Linked DNA regions of Manis pentadactyla: region 1 is linked to region 2. Evidence: chromatin contacts called from public Hi-C data. All regions are on one chromosome and are shown on one strand. The core of a region is the stretch at or near the end of the contact, and the rest is flanking DNA. Distances in the headings are between cores, read along the strand shown.

The links. A called contact is a pair of places that touch in the nucleus more often than the background predicts.
Region 1: a Hi-C map of skin fibroblasts shows a contact between it and region 2, with 4 times the contacts expected there. The contact joins the promoter of KAT2B here to the promoter of SGO1 in region 2. A contact is called at or near these places in 2 of 3 Hi-C or Micro-C datasets (fibroblasts and skin fibroblasts).

The regions. Positions count from the first base shown.
Region 1 is chr14:47,935,635-47,940,012 of mManPen7.hap1, reverse strand. It overlaps KAT2B (lysine acetyltransferase 2B), which reads left to right and starts at 1,726. Exons shown (of 18, transcript XM_036898227.2): 1 at 1,726-2,118. The coding sequence starts at 1,831.
Region 2 is chr14:47,792,624-47,796,653 of mManPen7.hap1, reverse strand. SGO1 (shugoshin 1) reads right to left here and starts at 1,330. Exons shown (of 8, transcript XM_036898296.2): 1 at 1,189-1,330. It overlaps LOC118918946 (guanine nucleotide-binding protein G(s) subunit alpha-like), which reads left to right and starts at 1,570. Exons shown (of 4, transcript XM_057491854.1): 1 at 1,570-1,647; 2 at 2,065-2,156.

The DNA.
Region 1 (4,378 bases), core at 477-2,976, 140 kb before region 2:
TGGTGAGAAAGGCAAAAAAAATCTGCAAAACACTTCAGTAGAGTCAGGAGAGTAACAGTGCTAACGTGAGATACACCAAGCTAAGAAAGGACGCATGCATCTAACCGTCCTGATAGAATCTGATGAGGGCCTGCCATTCCAGACGTCCGGAGTAAACTCAAGGCTATTTCCTTTTGTGCTAACGTCACTGTTTATCTCTACACACATTTTTTATTCTCCATTTTAACATATCACTCACATCGTATTAAAAGTCAAAAGGACAAAGAGAATCTAGAAAAGAGGATAGAAAAAATTCACTGGAAAAACGCGATGGTAAGGGGAACGTTTCCAGGGAAAGGCACATTCCTTAAGGCATCTTTGGCCAGAGTTGGGTGAGAGTTACACGGCATGCGACGAATTTCATAATAAGCACATTATGACCCATATTACACAGAAATGATGATTCACATTACAAAAGCAGGGCATGTGTGGGGAGGTCCTGAGAAATATCGCTGGGCTTTTAAAATTGCTTTAGAAAGGCCAAGGGGACACAACTTTCAAACGAAAAACAAATGTGCACTCCGCCTTTCCAATCACTACCCTCGTTAGCGTCAACAGTGAAAACGAGAGTTCTAACAGTTTCAACAGTAGTTGAAAATGCTGAGTTTTTTTTTTTTTTAAGTTTGAGGCCCAAAGCAACACGCATTCTTTTTGGATGCTGCTTAAATTTTTTTCTCTGTTAATATCCATGCTGGTGATACCAATTTTGAAAAGTAGGGAATATTGCAGAGAAGAAAACAGCAAGGTTATCTCCCCGCCGTGCAGAAGGGAGCCCATGAACAGACTTTCTGTATTCAAACTTTTCTCACTGCGCATCCTTTTCATTTGGATAGCGCCTTCCGACAACCGGTCTTTTAACAACCAGCACTTTCAAACAAAAATTACAGAACATACTAACAGTATTTTCCTTCCTCTGGCAGATTGGATCCAGAAATTGTTATAGGAAGAAAGCGTTCTGAATTAAAAAAAAAAAAGTTGGACAGAAAAGTGTTTTAAGAAGAAAAACAGAAAACATTAAGCCTTTATTTTGGTGAATTAGCAACAAAGAAAAGCATTAGCACGGACGGGTACTTTTCAAAAATGCTTTTTTTTCCTCCGACTCCCGCTAGGGTGGAGGAAGTTGTCTCGGTTCCGAGAGAGGGTGGATAAAGCGCAAGAACAAACGCCTGGAGCCGCTTCCCGCCCCCACCCCCGGCCGGGGGAGCCGGGGCTGCTGGGGGGTGGCCGGGATGGAGGCGGCCAGCAGGTGCCTGGGCTCCAGCCGCGACCCCCACCCGGTCCCCTCCCGCGCCCCGAGCCTGGCCTCGCCCCCTGGCGGGCTAGCGCCGGCGGCTGCGGCGCGGGGGTGGGGCGCAACGCCGCAGGCAGCGGTTAAGAGGCCGCGGGGGCCTCCTGCCCGACACCCCCGGAGGCTGCCGCTTGGCCGGCCCTCAGCCCGCAGCTCCAGGACCATGCCCGTGGCCGGCGCTCGGCGCGGAGCCCCGGGGCGGAGAGCCGGGGGAGGGCGTGCGCAGCGGCGGCGGCGGCGGTGGCGGCCGCGGAGCCGCTAGTCCCCTCCCTCCGGGGGAGCAGCTGCCGCCGCCGCCGCCAGCGCGCGGGCCGCGGCCGGAGCGAGCCGGGCGAGCGGCGCGCGCGGGGAGGGCGAGGGCGAGGGCGGGGGCGGGGAGGGGGATGGGCGAAGGGCGGGAGGGCGTGGGGGAGGGTCTCGCTCTCCCGGCGGCCAAAGCCCGAGCGGGAGACCCTGGCGGTGGCGCCCCACACTCGGCGCCTCCTGCCGTGCTCTGGGGCGGCATGTCCGAGGCTGGCGGGGCCGGGCCGGGCGGCGGCGGGGTCGGGGCCGGGCTCGGGGCGCTGCCCCCGCAGCCCCCTGCGCCGCCGCCCGCGCCCCCACAGGGCTCGCCTTGCGCCGCCGCCGGGGGCTCGGGCGCCTGCGGACCGGCGACGGCAGTGGCGGCGGCGGGCACGGCCGAGGGGCCGGGAGGCGGCGGCTCGGCCCGGATCGCGGTGAAGAAGGCGCAGCTGCGCTCCGCTCCGCGGGCCAAGAAACTGGAGAAACTCGGAGTGTACTCCGCCTGCAAGGTACGCGCTCGCCACCGCGCGCCCGCCGTGGGGGCTCGGGTCGGGCCCGCGGACCCCCGCCCCCCCCTCCCGCTCCGCGCCCGCCTCCCCGCTCCCGCCTGAGGCCGCTGCACCGCGGAAGTGCTGCTGTCGCCTGCGCCCAGGGAGCGGCTGCTCGGGCAAGAGTCCGGTTGAGCTGCAAGAAGGGGAATCGACCCGCCGAGAGCCTTTCATTCCTCCCCCTTGGAGGAGGTGCCGCTGCGTCCGCGCTCATGGGCTGCCCTGGGGCTCTGTTGCTCAGTAGGAGCTCGCCGGAGGCGCCTTTCCGGAGGGGGCCTTGCGGGCTGTGTGGCGAGCAACCCGGAGCCAAGGAAACACCTTTGGGGGATCTGGACGGCCCTCCTTTTGCCGCCGTCCGCTCCCCGTGCCCCAGTGGGAGGCACTGGCTGAAAGGAGTGAGGGTGGAACGGGCTCCCGGACGCCCGGCGCCCTGGGAGATGTAAGGGGCGGACCGCGCTGGGTGGGGAGGTGAGCGCAGCCCGACGCGAGGATCCTGGTGCTCGGGGCGCCCCCGGCTGGGGGCGGAGGCGCCGCGCCGCGCGGCGACAGCCCCGTCATTATTGTATTATTACTTGTTTAGTTAAAACGTGTCCCAGCTGCTCGGGGCGTAAACAGGATTTGGCAAGGTGACAGCGCGGCGGGCGCTACTGCTCAGTTTGCGGACGCGCGTTTCTTGCCGCCCCTTCTCCGTACCCGCCGTCGGCGCCCCGTGGCCTCTCAGCTGCAGGTCCAGATGTGGGCGCCGCGCTCCCGGATGGGAGGACTGCCCGAGGCCGAGGGCAGGCGGCCCTGCGCTGTCAGCAGCGGCTTTGTTTTGACAGGGTGACAGCTGAGGGGGGCGGGGACTTGGCCCTGTCAGCTCCCGCGGCCTGTGGCTGAGGCGGGGAAGATACACTCACACACTCACACACCTCCTGTTCCTCCGGCCTACTGCAAACAGGGTCAAGTCCCAGATTGCAGATTCCCACAACCGAGCTGCGGCGGTCACCTCTGAATTTTGGTGTGAAGAATGTCAATCCTGCTAGAACCTCTCTCCCAGGAGTGCTGCTTTTTAGCATTTGCAAGAGCTTCTTGACCGCAGTGGAATCCTGTGCTTAACCCATTTTCCTCACCTTCACATCCTCACCTGTATGTTGAACGCCTACTGTGTGCTCTATGCTGGTTCAGTAAATATTTGTTGAAGGAATGTAGGACTAGCCCAGTGCTTCTCAAACTTTAACATGAAGAGATGTCACCTGAGGAGCTGGTCGCTGGTTCTGAATCAGGCCTGGGGTGGGCCTGGGATTCTGCATGTGTGACAAACACTGAGATGATGGGAGGTTAGTCCCCTGACTTCACTCCAAGTAGCTGAATTCTAGCTCAGACCAGGACAGTATCTTATTAGTCCCGTTTGGATTCAGCCAAAAAAACTGACATTGAGAAACAGTAATGCCACGTGGTTGGTATTTCTGAAGAACTGCAAAAAAGGTAAAGTGGAGAGTGTGCTTCTGAGAAACCTGGAGGGCCAGGAGTTGCCAGTGAAAGGCAGTGGGCTCATGAGAACAAGACCTTGAGTGTAATAGGCAGAAAGCAGAACTGTGCACAGGACATGGTATTTTATAGCTGGAGTGGGCTCCTAGAGGAACTCTCAGTGTTTTTTTGTCCTGGCTTTTTATTGGGTTCCCCACCTTTTCTCCCTGCTGCCTGCTATTGCCTTAATCTCTGAAAAGTTCCCTGAAGTTTTGGTGCTATTTCGAACCATGAGCATAAGTGCCCTGCATTGATATTTTTGATCCTTTGAAATTTCAGTGAGTGACATGTAGCACCTTTTCTAAAGTTTGTGACTTGAGTGTTTCATGTTAACATTTACCACCAAAGTTACAGGAAGGGAGAACCTCTCTTATTAAGCCTCACTTCCTGCTCCTGAGAGACTCTGAAAGTGTCCATTTTTGTTTGCTCATTCATTCCGTGAGTATTTAGAGGGATCCCAGCTGTGCACCAGGCGTTGTGCTAGATGCCGGGGCTATGACACCCAGAATCTCCTTCCGGAGCTAATAAGCATGCATGTACTGGGGGCCTGGGGAGGTGGACATGACCCAATTACAATGGAATTCAGAAAAACTGCTGTCTTAAAGTGGTGTTGGAACTCAGAGCAGGGCCATCTGTGGGCTAGAACATGGCTTGGGTAGGCAAGGCTTCCTGGAGGAGGTGTCCTTGGGTGCTAAGGATGACCGCGCAGCGT
Region 2 (4,030 bases), core at 81-2,580:
AGTATGCTATTGAGTATGTTAATACATAAATATACTTAAATCTTTCAATACTGCAGATCAGACACACTTCAGTATTCTGCCACTAAGCATGTCGAACTACTTTTCAGGAACATCTTTTACCCCAGATTGCACTATGTAGACCTTAAAATTGAAGAGAAATTCGTATTTCTTACAACAATCTACATACACAATTCTCACTACCAAGGTCACCTTCATCTTTAATAGTCAAATATCTTCCTGAAACTTACATTTTCTCGAATATTTTCCCCAGGCCTCAGTTATTTTCCTCTATGCAGTGTCTGGTGTCTTAAACACAGATAATGTAGATACAATATATACAGGATATTTCCAGTACAGCAAGCACAACTATTTTTTTAAAAGCACTAATGGTGTAAAACAACATACTACCATGGAGTTTTTCAAGTTTCAACCGCGGACGTTTTAACAGCCATTAAGTAACTCTTCAAGGTAGTTTAGTTAAGGTATTTTAAAAGCCAAAGCCTCATCTAAAAAGCTTTCATTATTACATGTCATCAACTTAAAGCGGCAAAAGAAATTTGCCGTATAATCAGAAGTTTTATTCCCTGTCTGGGCGGACGATGTGAAAGGGGGTGTGGCGGGGAGACAAATGGAAACAGTTCACAGCCCTAGGACGGGGGTTGCCTCAGTCTGCGTGTTACTGGGTGAGGGGCTGGGTGCGAGAGGAGCGGGCCCTTTGATCTCGTCATCCCCGCAGGGCGCAGGCCCTCCGCTCGGGGACGCTGGGCACCTTAAAGGGAAGGCCCTCGACCGCATCGCGCTGCACAACAGCAGCTGCCAGTTAGCGCGGCCTGACGTCGATCCAGGATTTTCACTACTGTAAACGGTTTATTTTCACATCATTTAATCCACACAGTTGCGTAAGGTAGGAGGTTCGGGGCCCCACTTACGTAGCGGGGGAGGAAGCTGGGGCATCGGAGAGTGCTAAGCCGGGGGGCTGCGCAGAGGAAGGCGCGCGCTCAGTCCGATCCCAAGCCCTGAGCTTCCGGCCGCGGAAGTCGCGACGGCAGACACCCCCGAGGGGAGAGCGGCAGGGGTCACGGCGCCCCTGTTCCGCATCCGCAGGGCCCCGCAGAGAGCCGGGCGGATGGCGGCCGGGCCCGGAGACCCGCCGCCCACGGCACGTGCGCACGGTACCTTGGGCCCCACCTCTGCCGCAGCGGTCGCCCTGCTTCTTACATCCCAAGGCTCCGCGAGGGTTCCGCGGAGTCCCCCAAGCCTGGGGCACGGTCTCTGCTCGTCCGCCAACAACAGCAGCCACATTCGAAATTCTCCGCCGCGCTTGCCCATTGGCTGGGTGAGGGGCAGTCACGTGGCACGTCAGGGCGGCCGCGACGCTAGCCGAGTCCCGCCCCGCCGGGCGGCCTCCTGTGACGCGCTCGCCCAACAAATACACATCCGGGCATCAACCGTCCGTCTCCCGCCTCCCCGGGGGCGGAGCCAGTCATCCGGTCGCGCTGACCCGTCGGCCTTCTGTTCGGAGTCGTTGGCGTTTAGCGGTCGACTCCTAGACCTGTGGCGGGGCGTATTTTTGGGTCTTCAAAAGCTTCCGGCTTTTTCAGTCTTGTGGCTTCCCATTTTCTAGGGTGTGCTCACGGGCTCCCTCTGGTGAGGAGAATCTCCGTGGTTCGTTGCCCGCCCAGACCGACCTTTCTGCTGCACGAAGGCAGCTTTCCGGGATACTAAGATAGGGAGCAAGTTTTGGATTAACGGGATATTATCAGGGAAGTTACAGGTACCTGAAATGTTTTCCTTCCTTTTGCTCAGTTACCTGGCTTTAGCAGCAGGAAATGGCCTCAGCGTCCACCCAGATACCCCTCCAGAACTCTGTGGAATCCTTACTGATCCTTTATTCTCCCTTACCGTTTCCGTGTGCAGTCAGGCCATCCAGTCCCATCAAATTCTCCTTTCTAAGTGTTTCTCACGTCCAAACACCACTGTGTGCCACCCTCTAATCCAGCCATCAACTTAATCCTTTCTATAAACCCCACCAGTACCTATTCTGATGGCAGCCTCTCCACTTAGGTTCTTCATAGAGTGATAAAAGCAAATAGGATTGAATATGAAACTCTTCAATGGCTGCTTCTGCGCTGAAGATGAAGTTCGCATTCTCTAAGGTATTTTTGTTCCTTAAAGAACACATGGCTCCTGTTTCTATCCCTAAGGAATGTTCTTTAATTTCCTTGTATGTCCTCTTGCTGCTTTTGCCCATGCCGTTCTGTTTGTCAAGATCAGTCTCTCCTTCCCCTGAGCCCACTTACTCTTCATGATGCAGCTCTTAAGAAGTGAATACTTCCAAAAAGCCTTATCTGTCCTCAAAGCCCCCTCAGTAGGCTGCTTTGTATTTCCTGGATGCCATGCACTTTCCCCTTGATAGTCCTGGTGGCACTGACTTGTTGTCATTCATTGCCAGATTATTCAAGTTGCATAAAGGTAGACGCTATATCTAACTGTTCATAGTTAAAACGTAAGCATCTGTTTAGCAATTTGAATTAAATCAGCAAATATTCTCTGGAATGATAAAATAATGAATAAAAGAAACCTAAACAATTGCTTCGAATTTAGGCATTCAATTCATTGTGAAGCCTTTTTTTAAGGATAACGAACATTTACATTCTCACCCTAGTCCAGCCCTCACCTCAGGCCTCCCTGAGGTGCAAGAGATTAAAATATCCTTCTCCAGCCAATAACAACTTGTTTTCCAGGTTTATCCACCAGATCACCTCCATTAGCCCTCAGTTTACTACCACTGGGTAGTGTGACTCATATGTGCAGAAGCATCTAGAAGAAAGGAACAGGTTTTTTACTATTATTGCTTGAGGCCAGAGGGTGTGAAGTGGAAAGGGAGAGCAGTGCTAGCTTCATGGATATGTGACCTGTACTCTGAAAGGCTCTGCACATGGTTTAATGCTCTGTTTTTGCCATCTTGGTATGTTCAATAATTTGTCTTTGAACTTTTGATTTGTAAGTGAAATCTGATGAGAATGGAGCATGCATATAATCAGATGAGATACATGCAATAAGTGTGTCCATTCATGTCTCTTGTTGCTCCATTTCCATAATGTTCAGGATGCTCACTAATGGCTTCTGTGACACACTATGTACTCAGAGCCCCATGCTCAGAAGGGCTTCACACTTGGTTTAATGCTATGCTGACATCTTGAAATTCATAACAATTTTATCTTTGAGATCATGTACTCATTTTGAATCTCACTGACCTTTCATGCTTCTTAGTCTAGACTTTAAAAAATCCAAGATTCTTTTTTTACCAGACTATTTTAAGAAACTAAAGCTGACTTTATGGAGCCAGTAAAGCCCCTTGGATATCAGCAAAACTTTAACTGAAAAACCACATTTAAAAATATGCACGAAATCATTATTCTTGCTGCGCTTATGTAAATAACCAGACCAAATTTAATGAGAACAATTTTACAAACAAATTAGTGTTACTCGATTATTTTTGGTAAAACAGGATGACTAGAGAGAGAGAGATTGTATTTCAGTAGAAAAGTGTAGAGCACCCATGATCAGATTCTAGTTCTGCTCATTGTCTTTGAGGTTTTGTTATCTACTTGCAAACTGGACTGGATGCTGAATTCTTCTAGATTCTCTAATATCTATCTGGCCACAACTTTCCAAACTCACATTTCTAACTTTCTCCCAACCTTTTAACTTGTTATCACTAAATCTAAAACTATCATTTTCCCTACATCCTAATTAGCTAAAGATCTAAAAAACTTTGCATGATTCACTTTCAAAAGACAATGTGCCTTATATATTAAAAACTAGACACTTAGTTTATTGAAAAATACACCAATGAAGTATTGCACTTGAATCTTATTAGAAGACACCTTATCTATTGCAAAAATCTCAACAATTGCAACAAAATTCTATAAACACTTTAGCCAGAATTGCATTAGACCATGATGTAGCTTTAGACTATTTATTACTAGCTGAACAAGAAAGAATAAGCATAATTATTAATACATCA